Linked DNA regions of Mus musculus: all the other regions are linked to region 3. A link is a contact called in public HiChIP or PLAC-seq and promoter capture Hi-C data. All regions are on one chromosome and are shown on one strand. Each heading gives the region's core, a stretch centred on a gene start, on an enhancer-like site or on the middle of the called end of the contact. The rest is flanking DNA. Distances are from core to core; before and after follow the strand shown. Region 1 has its middle 23 kb from the start of 1700095K22Rik. Region 2 has its middle 37 kb from the start of Oscar. Region 3 holds the start of Dnaaf3 (dynein, axonemal assembly factor 3). Region 4 holds the start of Lilra6 (leukocyte immunoglobulin-like receptor, subfamily A (with TM domain), member 6).

Region 1 (3,222 bases), core at 105-2,604, 530 kb before region 3:
AGATGGCTCCCCCAAGTGCTCCGGCAAAGCCCTCCCAGGCGGGTGGACACCCCTACTCCGGTGGGGAAGGTGCCTGGATGTCTGTAGCCCAAAACAGGGTCTGCCCCAGCAGCTGTGTCACTTCTGTCTGTTGCAGAATCTGTGCAGCTTCTGTAGTCCACACTCTCATCTGCACAGACTAGTCTATGAGGGATCCAGAAACCCTAATGTGACTTCTTTACAGCCTTTGTATAATGTTCTTTTGATTTTTTTCTGACGGCTCCTCTAAAGGGTGAGCTGGATATCTCATGAATAATCAACAAGTAGTCATAGAGACTCCTGGCCTCTCAGCTCAGTTAGCATAGTTGACAGCAGTACTGAATGTTTTTCAGCCTGTAAATGATGCTCTTTATGTTTTTACTAATAGTTTATATGTTGCACAATCGATTCCCTTATTGGAGACTTGTGGTACATTTAACTTTAATATGCAAGAAGGATCTCTGTTTTCACAATTGCAAAATATCATTCTTGCCCAAAAACATCTGTTTTATATTGGTCATATACGAGCACATTCTGGTCTTCCTGTACCTTTTGCTGCAGGCAATGATTTCATCGACAGAGCTCTAATAGGAGAGGCCTTAATTTCAGATCCTGTTGCTTTGACTAGATGTGATCATGATAAATTACATTTCTCTAGCTGACCCACTCTACCGTCTCGCCAGCAAAACGCATGCAGGCCACTCGGATCCTTCTGCAGTACAGCTTTAATACATCTCGAGAGATAGATGATCAGCTTCAGGAGAGGAGACCCAGAGAGCAGAAAACCCTTCCCTTTTATAGGCTGCGAAAAAATGGTTGGAGATGTGCACCACTGGGATTGGCTGCCCACTATCAGTCAGTTAACGCCACGAGAAAGGCAGGGCTCAGGTAATGGAACGATACCCTGACGCCTGCGCACATTTTACTACGAGCAACGGATGTCAGCGCCATCTTGTAACGGCCTGCCTGGGCATGTCTTGGCCTGTTCTGCTATGTTCTCAGCCCCAGGTTTTAAAGCTCACAAACAACTCTTTGGGCTTTTTGACATACATTACATGAGTCACAGGTTTCAAGTTTTATTTCCTTTCAATGGCTGCCTGAAAGACTGGTTCGTCAAGTGGACACAGATCCTGAATCTTCTAGTAAGTATGATTCTAACCTCGATGATGGCTAAAAATCCTTTTTAGTTGAAAAAGTTATTTGGAGCTCAGCCTCCATTTCCAGAGAATTTACAGCCTTTCTGTTGATTCTCAGAGTCACCTCTCCTACACTGAAAGGTCAGAGTCTAAGCTTGTTCATTGCTAATTTGCAACTGAATAGAGTACCTGGACTTCCCGGAAGAAGCTTTTATCCTGTTGTTTTTCAACTGACTTTGTTTTTTCAAGCAGATCAGTCAACGCCTTACAGCCTGTTTTCAGCAAGCATGCAGCCCCGCCTCTAGCAAGTACAGGTGGCAGAAATTCATTGATATGAAGAAGCATATTGAGTATATATTGTGGCTTTGGTCTGATTTGGGAATAAGGTGTGGTATGAGGGCCATTCAGTCAATGTCGGGCAACCAGATTTCAGAACTATATCAATCGAAGACAGAGGTATATGCCAAGAGGCCGTGGTTTATTAATAATACACCACAGAGCCATGTTGGTGTAAAATAAACACAAACAAGCTGCATAAGAATAAGATAAGAATAGTTGACAGATAAGAATAGTTCGGGAAAATCAGAGATATCCCAAGCCAGGCACGGCCGCCAGCCACCATAACTCCCAGGCAGGACTATGGAGCATAAAAATAATTTTATGCCTCAGTCCAGCTAATTTTTAGTATATATTTAGGGAGGAATTGTAGCCTCCCTCAGCTTTGAAGCAGGCTGCCACTGAATATAAGATCACCTGGAGTGTAGCTATATTATGATGGCTATATTATGTCAACTACCACTGTTCTCCAAGACTCTGCTACCTGCTGAGAGACCTTGAGACATTCCAGAGACACATCCTATCCTGCATGTCGCCTACAGGCTGGCTCCAGACACCAAGAATGGATTGGCGGGGGATTGGCCTCCCCTCTTTATAAGCACAGACTCTTAGTAAACTTTGGGGTCTTGATCAGAGAAAAATTTGTCTTAGCCTCATTCTTTTCTCGCTATCTAGTCTCTTTCAGCCCCAGCCTGCCTTTCAGGAGTACCCGGTTCATGTAAGGCTTACAGTTACACTGTGCTAAAGAGATGGAGCCTTGCTAGGGATACCTTCAAGAACTCATAAAAATTTTTGCTCTCTGTCTACTATGCAGATACATGTGATGGTTGGAGCTGCAGTGGCATTGTGAATTAAAATATGAGTTTAATATGAGTGTGTAAGAACAAAGACTGAGAAAAGAAGGAGCCTCCATCTCTGGGAACCTACTGTTGCTATCACAGAATCCCTGTTGAGGTTTCAGACTTTGTAGGAAGGAGACCAGCAAGAGAGATGGGCGAGGTCAAGAAATGTATGGCTAAGTTACCTGGATTCTGGTTTTTAATAAGTGATGGTGAACATAAAAGGGAATCAAAGAAGACTCTGTTATCTGATACAGCACCAAAGACAAGGGTGAAAGATCAGGTATGTGTAGATGAGAAACCTGCAAAATTTATAGTATGTTGGAGGAGGAGACTATTGTGTGATAGTCATGTGGCTTAAAGTGGGTTTTTTAAGAAGGCTTCAAATACATGCAACTACTATCTACTATGGCCATTGATGGGGAGGGGTTAGAATCACGTAGATATGACTCTCCATCCTTCATGTGAGTGATCCAGCCCAGTCAGAATCCTGAAAGAGAAATGCTAGTGAGAAAAATATACACTGCCCAGGTTCCTTCAGCTGGGGGTCAAAAGTCAGAGAACAAGTGTGACATGAAACTTGCAAACTTTCTAATCAGGATCCTTTCCCAATGAGAGTATTCTCCTCTGTAATAGAAAGCTGAAAAGAATCAAACAACCTCCAGATGACCCCATTTAAATCCACTTTTCTCCAACTTTCAATGACACACTAGAGAGCTACACACACTCAGATGTCCTCAGGGTTGGCTCAGGACATTAGGCTGGTAGATGCTTGTGGGTATGAATGGCCCCTCCCCGTAGAAATTTGGCACTCCTGGGCTATACAGTGAATGGGATCTTAGGCTTGTGTCTCCCTTCCTCTCTGTTTCTCTGATCTCTCTTCATTCGCATAC
Region 2 (3,387 bases), core at 647-3,146, 950 kb before region 3:
CAGAACTAAGTTCTGAGTCATCTCTCCAGCTCCTGAAAACTTCTCTTAACATCAGATACAAGATAATGCTTTGTTCTGCATGTTTATTCCTCCAAACTCATACATAGAAACCTAACTTAGATAAGGCTTAGGAGTTGGGGGTGTCTGTAGGAGATGAAGATGGGGTCTCTTGGGTTTCAGACCCTGGACAAAGGGCTGACTTGCGTATTTAACATACCAAAGCTGGGGCTGGCAAGATGGCTCAGCGGGTAACAACACTGACTTCTCTTCTGAAGGTCCTGAGTTCAAATCCCAGTAACCACATGGTGGCTCACAACCACCCATAATGAGATCTGACGGCCTCTTCCAGTGTGTCTGAAGACAGCTACAGTGTACTTATGTATAATAATAAATAAATCTTGGGGCCAATGGCTCACAACCATCTGTATCGCTACAGTGTATTTATATACATAATATATAAATCTTAAAAAAAAAAAAAAGCATACCAAAGCTGACCTGGCCTCCAGGTTCTCCCAGCATCCCTCAGTCCCTACCTAGCATAACCCACCCTCTACCCTGAACTTTCCAGCCCAGGGGCTTGCTGGTATTCTGTCTGGACTCCATTCCCACAGTTACCTGGCAACAGACAGGTAGGCCTGGTCCACTATAAACAGAATCGCTTGCCCCCTCCTTTTGTCTCTCTTATTATCACAAGGCTGGTCTTTCTCTCTCTTAAGAGACATTTTCCTATATAAACCAAACATTTTGCATTTTGGTCTCTCTCCCTTTCCCTCTCCTCTTCCTCTCTTGTCATGTACACACACTTTTTCTCTTTCTCTTTCCCCCTCCCCTTTGTCTCCTTTCCCACGGGACTTCCCTGGTCTCATTCCTTGGGACCACCTGCCTGTATATACTTTAATCTGGCTTCAATTGGCATGTTTCACTGGCAGAGAAATAACATCATTCTCCAGTGAGCAGAATTTGTATCCAAAAAAAAAAAAAAAAAAAAAAAAGGAGAGACAGACAGAGACAGAGACAGAGAGATGGTTCAGAGTTAAGAGCACTGACTACATTTCCAGAGGTCCTGAGTTTAATTCCCAGCAACCACAAGGTGGCTCACAACCATCATCAATGGGATCCGATGCCCTCTTCTGGTGGGTCTGAAGACAGCTACAGTACATAAAATAAATGTACTCATGTATATAAAATAAATCTTTTAATAAAGGGAGAGAGAAAGAGATAGCTCAGAGATTAAGAGCACTCTTGCAGAGGATTGAGGTTCGATTCCTAGCCTCCACATACACACCCACACAAAATATAAGTCACCTCTTTTCTTGGCTTTTTGGAACAGGGTCTCAGTATGTCAACTTAGCTGTCCTGGAATGCCTACGCAGACCAGGCAGGTTTGAAACTCAGGTCTGCCTCCCAAATGTTGGGATTAAAGGAGAGCACCACCATACCTGACTAATATATTTTTTAAGAGTCTTGATAAGTTGTTTTTCTACCAGTGAAATGAGCCAATTCAAACCAGATTAAAACATATATAAATGCAGATTTATAGGGTGAGTTCACTGGCCCCAAGGAAGAAGGGAAATTGTCATGGGAAGGTAGAGAGGGAAGGAAGAGAGAAAGCTCACATGAAGAGGGAAGGAAAATAGGACAGAGAGATCCCCAACTAGCTTTCAAATAAATGAGACTCAGACTATGGTTATTTTATTTGGCTTTGGCAATTACTGGGGGTCACCCTTAATTTGCTCTTCTAACTGCAGGCCTGGCTACCCTCCCAGCAGTGTACCCCAGATACTTGCTGTTTCTCCTGGCCAGGAGCTCACGGTTCCTCTCCCCTCTTGGCCTCTTCCTCCTCATTCTCCCAGTCTCTCCTCCAACAAGGTCACTCCCAACCTACCTCTAATCTCTCCAGTCATTGGTTGTAGCCAATTTTATTTAACCAATCAATTTAAATCAAGGAACAAGATTTGCGTAACAAAACGCTGTAAAAGTGAGAAGCCACTTGCAGGCCTATTAGCATTGCAATACATAGCAATAAACCAAACTTTCACGTGTCTGGATTATATAGGAAGATGGCTGGGGGGTGGGGGTAGGGGTGGAGAGCCGCCCACCCTTGTGCTGGAAAGTTCTGGGTAGAGGGTGGGGTATGCCAGGTAGGGACTGAGGGATGCTGGGAGAACCTGAAGGCCAGGTCGGCTTTGGTATGTAAAGTTTTGCAGCTCAGCCCCTTGTCCTGGGTCTGAAACAGAACAAGTCTTAAGTATTCTCTCACCACTTCTGCCTGGCCAAGACTGCACAAGAAGGTGTCATCTATGAAGCAGGAAGCTGTCCTCAGACATCAAACCTGCCAATGACTCCATCTCAGACTTGCAACATCTCCAGAATCATGAAAAATAAGCTTCTCTATCTTATATGACATCTAGTTCAAGATATTTCGTTATTACACCATTATCTAAGACAATAATGCCTACTTTCGCTCCGTCCATTGGACATAGAATGGAAGTGATAACCAATTGAGCAAGAAAAAAAAAATTCTATCCGAATTATATAGGAGGAAATAAAATTCTCCTTGTTTGCAACAGCTGCTGACTTTTAAAAATTTAGCTATCTGAGTAAATAGCTGTATCTACTCCCTTGCCCAACAGTCAATATAAAACACTTTATCACATTTATTATTTACTTATTGGGGAGGAGCTGAGAATTCATCCCAATTTATGTAGGGATTGCATGCATGCAGAGATTCTTGCAGGCAAAATACCCATACACATCAAAAACACCAACAATGTAACAGGAAGGAAGGAGAGGTGAAGAACAGCTTGGGCAGGACCCTGAGTCTGCAGATGGCTGCCTTCCTGCCTGCATCTGAAGCGCATGCAGCCCCACAGCTCACACCTGCATGTTGGTGCTTGAGGCTCTTTGGTGAAATCCCCTCTGCCCATCTGTGAGCGTGCTAGGAAATTAATGGCCCTGAAAATAGCCACCAGCAACATCTGCCAAGGGTTGATGAAGAAATACCTCCACTCCTTCTTGCTGTGAGAGAAAAAAATCATGAGGGAAAAACCCCTGGTGTGTGTGTGTGTGTGTGAGGGGGGGGATGAGAAAGAGAGAGAGGGGGAGGGGGAGGGGGGAGTGAGGGAGAGTGGGAGAAAGGGAGAGGGAGAGGGAGATCTGTCCACCTCCCAGTGCTTCCACAGCAATAAGGAGACTTGAGCAGCTGTCAGAGGTTGATTCTGATTAGAATGTACCTAGCAACTTCACTCATGTACCAGTATTCTCCCCAAAATCTTGAACTTAGATCTTTTTCTTGAGGTGGTATTGTGAGGCCTTTGGGATGTGTGTGTGTCCCATTTGGGGTTTAAGAATAAAGACACAGGTCTGGAGAGATGGCTCAGCGGTTAA
Region 3 (3,040 bases), core at 334-2,833:
GACAAGACAATTCTGCAGACCTAGGAGCCCAGAACACCAGCCTCCCCCAACACCCCTGTATGGAGATGGAACCCAACCAGGGACCTTGTAAAAGTTAGAGCAGCACTCCACCACTGAACTCCATTCCCAGCACATCCCCCCCCCCCCCTGTTTTTCTTTCTATTGTGAGGCATAGTCTCATTAGGTCGCCCTTGAACTCTCTGTTGCCCAGGATGGCCTTGAACTTACGATGCTTCTCCTGCCTCAGCCTCCGGAGCAACTATGATTACAGGCTTTAACCACTAGATCCAGCTTGCTAGGTCTCTCTCTTAAGCCATAAGTCTAGATTCGAGATCACCCCTCACACCACTCCTGGAGACCTGATTTTTTGTTTTGTTTTGTTTTTGGTTTTGTTTCGTTTTGTTTTGTTTTGTTTTGTTTTTTTGAGTCAGGGTTTCTCTGTGTAGCCCTAGCTGTCCTGGAACTCACTCTGGAGACCTGATTTTTTGGGGTTTGTTTGTTTGTTTGTTTGTTTTGAGACAGGGTTTCTCTGTGTAACTCTGGCTGTCCTGGAACTCACTCTGGAGACTAGGCTGGCCTCGAACTCAGAAATCCACCTGCCTCCCAAGTGCTGGGATTAAAGGCATATGCCACCACTGCCCGGCTGGAGACCTGATTCTTGGGCTCTCGCTCTTACTGAAGCCCAGGGGCCTCAAATCCCAGGACCTTACTTCCCTAGGACAAGGTCTGAGACTCTTCAGATCCACAGCCTAACCTCTAGGACCTGGAAACTTTCATTGCAATCCTCTCTTCTCTCAAAGGCTCAGGAATCGGCCGTTCATTCCACTCCAACCAGGATCCCAGAATCCCAACTCACATTGAAGCTCCTGAGAGGCCAGAGCGCTGCCCTGGCCAGGGTCCGCAGCATGTGTCTACCATCCACAGAACCTAACAGCAGGGCATCCAGTTCTGGGACCTTGCGCTCTGTTTTCGACTGTGAATCTGGGTCTACAGGAGGACCTGGCAAGACGATAGCAGGCAGAGTCGACTGCTCGTCTCTCCTGCAGTTAGCTAACTTTAGAAGTTAAGAAACCAGCAGGCTTGATACGCCGAGCCTGGATTCCAAAAAACAGCGATACCTTTGCCTTATAGCACTCAGTATTAACCCTTCTCCCCAAGCCAGTTAATTTAGGGAACGTTGGTATACACATCCCATCAGCATCCCCTACCACAGACACAAGTGCTGTGGGCTGTGAGCACAGTCCACAGTTGTAGTAGGAAAGGCACCTCTGTCTAAGACCGTGTGTGGTCTTAGGGTAGACTCACTTTCTGCCTGTAGGTCCAGCGCCGGGGACAGACCCCACCAGGACACACTACCATAACCGGTGCCCGAGCCCGCAGGCGTGGTCATCGCTCTGTGGGACAGGAGTCCGGGGAATTCCACATTTGTCCATCTCATCCCTCCCTTTCTCGCTGCCCCGCTTCTTACCCCTTCGCCTCCACGTTAATCCCCTCACCTTTATTCTTCAAAATATCCGTAGGTAGGGTCCTGTGCTGAGCTCCTGGAAGCCACCACAACAGTTTCCCAGAGGCTTCGCCCACTCTGAGTCATCACCCAATGGGAGCAGGTGGTTTTGCATTATTGCTATCAACTGACCAATTAACGTGAAAAGGTGCCGCTCGCTATGAACTTTTGACCAATAGAAGCTCCGGGAGATGGCTGCGGTGTGGTCTGAAACTGGACACCGGACGCGGTTGTCATAACGACAGCCGGACCAGAGTAGGGTGCCTGCTTTCTGGATCCGTCCTCCAAATTTCTAGGAAAGGGAGGATCTACCTTGCTGCTTCAAATTAAATCAGAACTGAACGAAATGTCTTCCCTGTTTGTCTTTCTTTTCTTTTTCTTTCTTTTCTCTCTCTCTCTCTCTCTCTCTCTCTCTCTCTCTCTCTCTCTCTCTCTCTCTCTCTCTCTCTCTTTCTCTCTCTCTCTCTCCTTCCTTCCTTTCTTCCTTTTTCTTCTTTCCTCCTCCTCTTCCTTCTTCTCCCCCTCCCCTCCTCCTCTCCTCCCCTCTTCTTCTTTTCCCTCCTCTTCTTCTTTTTGAGCCAGAGTCCCTCTTTATTCGAGTTACTCCGAACTCGCAGCAGTCCTCCTGGCCTTGGTTTAAATATTGTGAGCCACCACTCCTGGATTCTAATGAAATCTCTGTGAATCCAAATTATAACAGGAAGCCAAGACATGCCTTCACATCTCTGTTTTGTTCTTTTGTTTTTGTTTCTTTTACACCTGGGCTCTTGTCTGAATACAGGCCTCACTAGGTGAAAAACAGGACCTTGCTCAGTAGATTTTTCTAGAATATATGATCAGGCTATTACTCACAGTCATTACTCAATAATACATCTTTAGCAGGCACCATGGCACAGACCTGTAATACCAACATTCTGAAGTAGGAAAATCAGTGGTTCAAGACCAGTTTGCCATATCTTATTCTAGCCCAGCAAAGGCTACCGCACTGTATAAAAGCTAAAAAAAAAAAAAAAAAAAATCCTCCCTCCTGGAGCTGGGAGCTGGAGAAAGGTTCAGCAGTTAAAGGTGCTTTCTGTTGGAAGGCAGAGGCAGGCGGATTTCTGAGTTCGAAGCCAGCCTGGTCTACAGAGTGAGTTCCAGGACAGCCAGGGCTACACAGAGAAACCCTGTCTCAAAAAACAAAAACAAAAACAAAAACAAAACAATAAAATAAAATAAAAAATAAAGGTACTTTCTGCTCTCCTAGAGAACGGGAGAGTTCAGTTCTCAGCACCACATCAGAAGGATCATAACGGCCTGTACTTTCAGCCCCAGGGCTCTCATGCCCTCTTCTCACCTCTTTTGGCACCCACAAACACTTGAGTAACACACACACTCACACACAAAGAATAAAATTTTCAAATACAAATTTAGAAATCTTCCTCCTGGGAAGATACCTAACACTGGTCTCTCAGATCATGTTAAGCAATAGAAGAACTTACTAGAATGAAGGACAAAAACTAATCGAGACAATGCTACAGAAACGATACCTTCAGG
Region 4 (3,257 bases), core at 748-3,247, 620 kb before region 3:
GAACACAAAGATCCCATGTGTAGGCAAAAGTGTCAGAGAGATCCCCACTCCCACTGTTAGGAGTCCAATAAGAAACTGAAGCAAGCCAGGTGCTTCTGGAACACACATTTAATCTGCCAACAGAGGAGGCAGAGGCAGGTGGATTTCTGAGTTGGAGGCCAGCCTGGTCTATAGAATGAGTTCCAGGTAAATAAATCAAGACCATACAGTGAAATATAATCCCCCTACCACCAAAAAAAATGTTTTGTTTTGTTTTTTGTTTTTGGTTTTTCAGGACAGGGTTTCTCTGTATAGCCGTGGCTGTCCTGGAACTCACTCTGTAGACCAGACTGTCCTGAAAGTCAGAAATTTGCTGGCTTCTGCCTCCCGAGTGCAGGGATTAAAGGTGTGGGCCACCACGACCAGCTATAAAAAATGCTATCATTTGGAACAGTCACAGCATGTATGCAGAGGTCCTAGGGTACACCCGTGCAGGCTCTGTGAGCCCTCAGGATTCCTGCTTAGTTGATTCTGTGCTCTCCAGGGCGTGTCCTCCGGGTATCCTCAACCTCTCTAGCTATCATCATCCTTCCTCTCTGTGTTTTCCAGAATCTCTGAGCTCTGGTGGATGGTGCTACAGCTGATCCAGAGTAACCGAAGCCCTCATAAAGCATCATCTCCCTAATGGGCACTCTGGGCTTGGCTGTCACTGTGAGTCTTGGAATCACTGTTTCCTGTGCTCTGTGTCAACGTTCAAAAGAGCCCTGGATCCCCACATACACCGCACATCAAGTGGTCTCTGAAACCTGTATGATTTCAATATCATTCTATGGAAGGCTGAGGTTCCTCACCTGAGACCAGGAGCTCCACGGATTCACTTGGAGGTGACCACACATATGGTCTGTTCCTGTCATAACTGTAGCATCTGCATATCCATCTCTGGTTGGGGGTCACAGGGCCCACAGAGAACAGGGCGTGGTACTTCCCTGTAGAGATGTTATACTGTGAGTCTTGTGTCCATGAGACCTTCTGCTGTCCTTCTACAGTTAAAATGAACCTGTGATAGCTCTGCGAAGACTCACACTGGAGAGTGACATACCCTCCTGAAGTTACCACAGGGCTGGCCTGGGCTGAAAGGCTGGGTGTCCAGTAGTGTCCTGGAGAGAAGGAGGAGTCAGTTAAATATCCCCAAGCCTCATTATTCTCCTTGGCTCTGAGGTTCCCACAGTGAGGGTGGGCATTCCTGTTAACAGAGCCAAGTCTGGACAGTTATAACCTGAGGCCTAGGATCCTGTGTGTCTCTCACCTGTCACTACTAGCACCAGGGGGTCACTGTAGCCTGATGATTCATCCTGGGTGTTGTAGGAACATCGATATTGACCTGCATTTCTCAGGTGTACATTTGAGAATGAGAATTCAGCCTTGTTTGCTGGCTTCTGTTTGTTCTTTGTTACGGTTTTATATAGCTTTCCATCTTTATAGAGGCGGTACTCATTGGCTCCAATTGTCTCTTCACACAAGAAGGTCACCTTAGTCCACACTTGGACCACAGAGTCTGGCTGTACTCTGAGGATAGGCTTAGGGAGGGACCCTGCAAGTAACAGAGCAACTAGGACTCAGGACAAACACACTCAGATTGAAGTCCTTAACCTCATGACCTTCCCGCCACCCACAGACTCACACAGGTGGTGTTTTCCACCATCACAGCCCAGGCATGGCTCCTGGATCTGAAGAGAAGAGCATTTCAGGTCAGCTGCAGACACACTCACCTGTCAGCACTGGGATCCAGAGCCTCAGAGTCAGTCCTGGAAGAGAGTTCTTTGTAAGAGATTTGTCCCTAAGGCTGAGCAAGTCTGTAGAAACATCTCAGACCCTGGCATTTCCTCTTGGGTGAGTGCTGGTCTACAGGCCATGATCATTTCCAGACCTCAGTTTCCCCTCCCCTTCTTCACATCTCACCAAGACAGAGCAGGGCTGTGAAGGTGCAGGACATGGCATCTCCCCTCAGTGGCTGCAACTGTGCTTGAGGCCAGAGCTACAGAGCCTTTCTGAAGGGATTGTGTACAGGGTGTGGCACTGGAGGCAGGGCAGTCCCCATGACAATGTCATATATCAGCAACCCCACAGAAAGAGGAACTGCCCTCCTCAGGACCGTGCTCTGACTTCCTCAATGGTGTGACTAGGCCAGGCAGTAGACCCTCTGCCATTAGGTCTTACACAGATGGCGATTCCTCATCCCACCAGTGTCTGCCTCACCTATGCACATTACTGTCATGGCCATATTGTAGCAAACATGTGTGAACATTTTTTCATTTTTTTAGTGTTTTATTGTCTCTATGTTGTTTGTATATACACATGCATGTGTGTCAAAGCACGTGTATGGAGGTCAGAATACAACTTCAGCAATCAGTTTTCCTTGTCCAGTGTGGATCCTGTCAACAGGATCAGGTCTTATTTTGGTAGCAGACACTTATGTACTGAGCTATATCAGTGTCTCATCACTTACCATCATCGTTTTCCTAAGTCATTCTGCTCTTTCAACAAGTTATCTTGTCATGGGGTTACTGGTCCACACAGGTGCAGGTTTATTTAAGTTTCTTGGGATACAGGTTGTAGGTGTACAAATATGACCATAATTCTTTTTTTAAATTAATCATTCCATTTGTTTATATCTCAAATGATATCCCACTTCCTGGTGTTCCCTCCACCAACTCCCCATCCTACATATGGCCTCCCCATTCTTTTTGCCTCTATGAGAGTGCCCTCACCCCTCCACACTCTCGCCCACTGCTCAAACATCCCCCTACTATGGGGCATCAATGTAGTCTTCCCTCCCATTGCTGTGAGAGAGTCCATTCTCTGCTACATGTGTATCTTGAGCCATGGATTCCTCCAGGTACACTCCTTAGTTGGTGGTCTAGACCCTGGGAGAACTGGGTGGTCATGCCAGCCTATGAATTTGAGGCTCTTCCACATGTTTTCTGATATTAGATTATGTTATAATCTAATATATATATTATATTAATATATTCAGATAAGGGTCACTGGTGAGCCTTCCAATTCTGGATTGTAGTTCATTCCAAATATAGTCAAGTTGACAACCAGGAATAACCACTACACAACTTTTCTTGCTTTTCTACCATGTGAAGAAGCATTTGATCACACGCTAATAATATAATTAATTATTAATATAATATATATTATATAGTATATATTATATAATTATATATAATAATATATGTATATTATATATAATATATTAATAATATAATTAATAA

What was found. Promoter capture Hi-C pulls out the DNA fragments that hold promoters and counts their contacts. HiChIP or PLAC-seq counts read pairs in DNA pulled down with a chosen protein or histone mark.
Region 1: an H3K27ac HiChIP or PLAC-seq map of embryonic stem cells shows a contact between it and region 3, with 4 times the contacts expected there. The contact joins the enhancer-like site here to the promoter of Dnaaf3 in region 3. A contact is called at or near these places in 11 of 39 promoter capture datasets (the 3T3-L1 cell line, the C10 cell line, the HPC-7 cell line and 5 more) and 2 of 115 datasets of contacts at active chromatin or transcription factors (embryonic basal ganglia and embryonic stem cells).
Region 2: a contact with region 3 is called in a promoter capture Hi-C map of embryonic stem cells, with 4 times the contacts expected there. The contact joins the enhancer-like site here to the promoter of Dnaaf3 in region 3. A contact is called at or near these places in 16 of 39 promoter capture datasets (the 3T3-L1 cell line, 3T3-L1-derived adipocytes, the C10 cell line and 10 more) and 3 of 115 datasets of contacts at active chromatin or transcription factors (embryonic stem cells and epiblast stem cells).
Region 4: a contact with region 3 is called in an H3K4me3 HiChIP or PLAC-seq map of bone marrow-derived macrophages, with 5 times the contacts expected there. The contact joins the promoter of Lilra6 here to the promoter of Dnaaf3 in region 3. A contact is called at or near these places in 2 of 39 promoter capture datasets (embryonic stem cells and pre-B cells) and 1 of 115 datasets of contacts at active chromatin or transcription factors (bone marrow-derived macrophages).

Annotation. Positions count from the first base shown.
Region 1 is chr7:4,002,852-4,006,073 of GRCm38.p6, forward strand. No RefSeq gene overlaps it. Among named protein-coding and RNA genes, the nearest start is that of 1700095K22Rik, 23 kb to the left of the region's middle. Within about 2 kb of position 1,355, at least 4 of the 459 cell types and tissues checked have an H3K27ac peak or open chromatin away from gene starts, as enhancers often do. A contact at or near this core is called in embryonic stem cells, where this site is marked.
Region 2 is chr7:3,577,280-3,580,666 of GRCm38.p6, forward strand. No RefSeq gene overlaps it. Among named protein-coding and RNA genes, the nearest start is that of Oscar, 37 kb to the right of the region's middle. Within about 2 kb of position 1,897, at least 16 of the 459 cell types and tissues checked have an H3K27ac peak or open chromatin away from gene starts, as enhancers often do. A contact at or near this core is called in embryonic stem cells, where this site is marked.
Region 3 is chr7:4,530,882-4,533,921 of GRCm38.p6, forward strand. Dnaaf3 (dynein, axonemal assembly factor 3) reads right to left here and starts at 1,584. Exons shown (of 12, transcript NM_001033548.3): 1 at 1,497-1,584; 2 at 1,306-1,394; 3 at 857-999. The coding sequence starts at 1,390.
Region 4 is chr7:3,913,504-3,916,760 of GRCm38.p6, forward strand. It overlaps Lilra6 (leukocyte immunoglobulin-like receptor, subfamily A (with TM domain), member 6), which reads right to left and starts at 1,998. Exons shown (of 9, transcript NM_011090.2): 1 at 1,939-1,998; 2 at 1,749-1,784; 3 at 1,286-1,570; 4 at 831-1,136. The coding sequence starts at 1,972.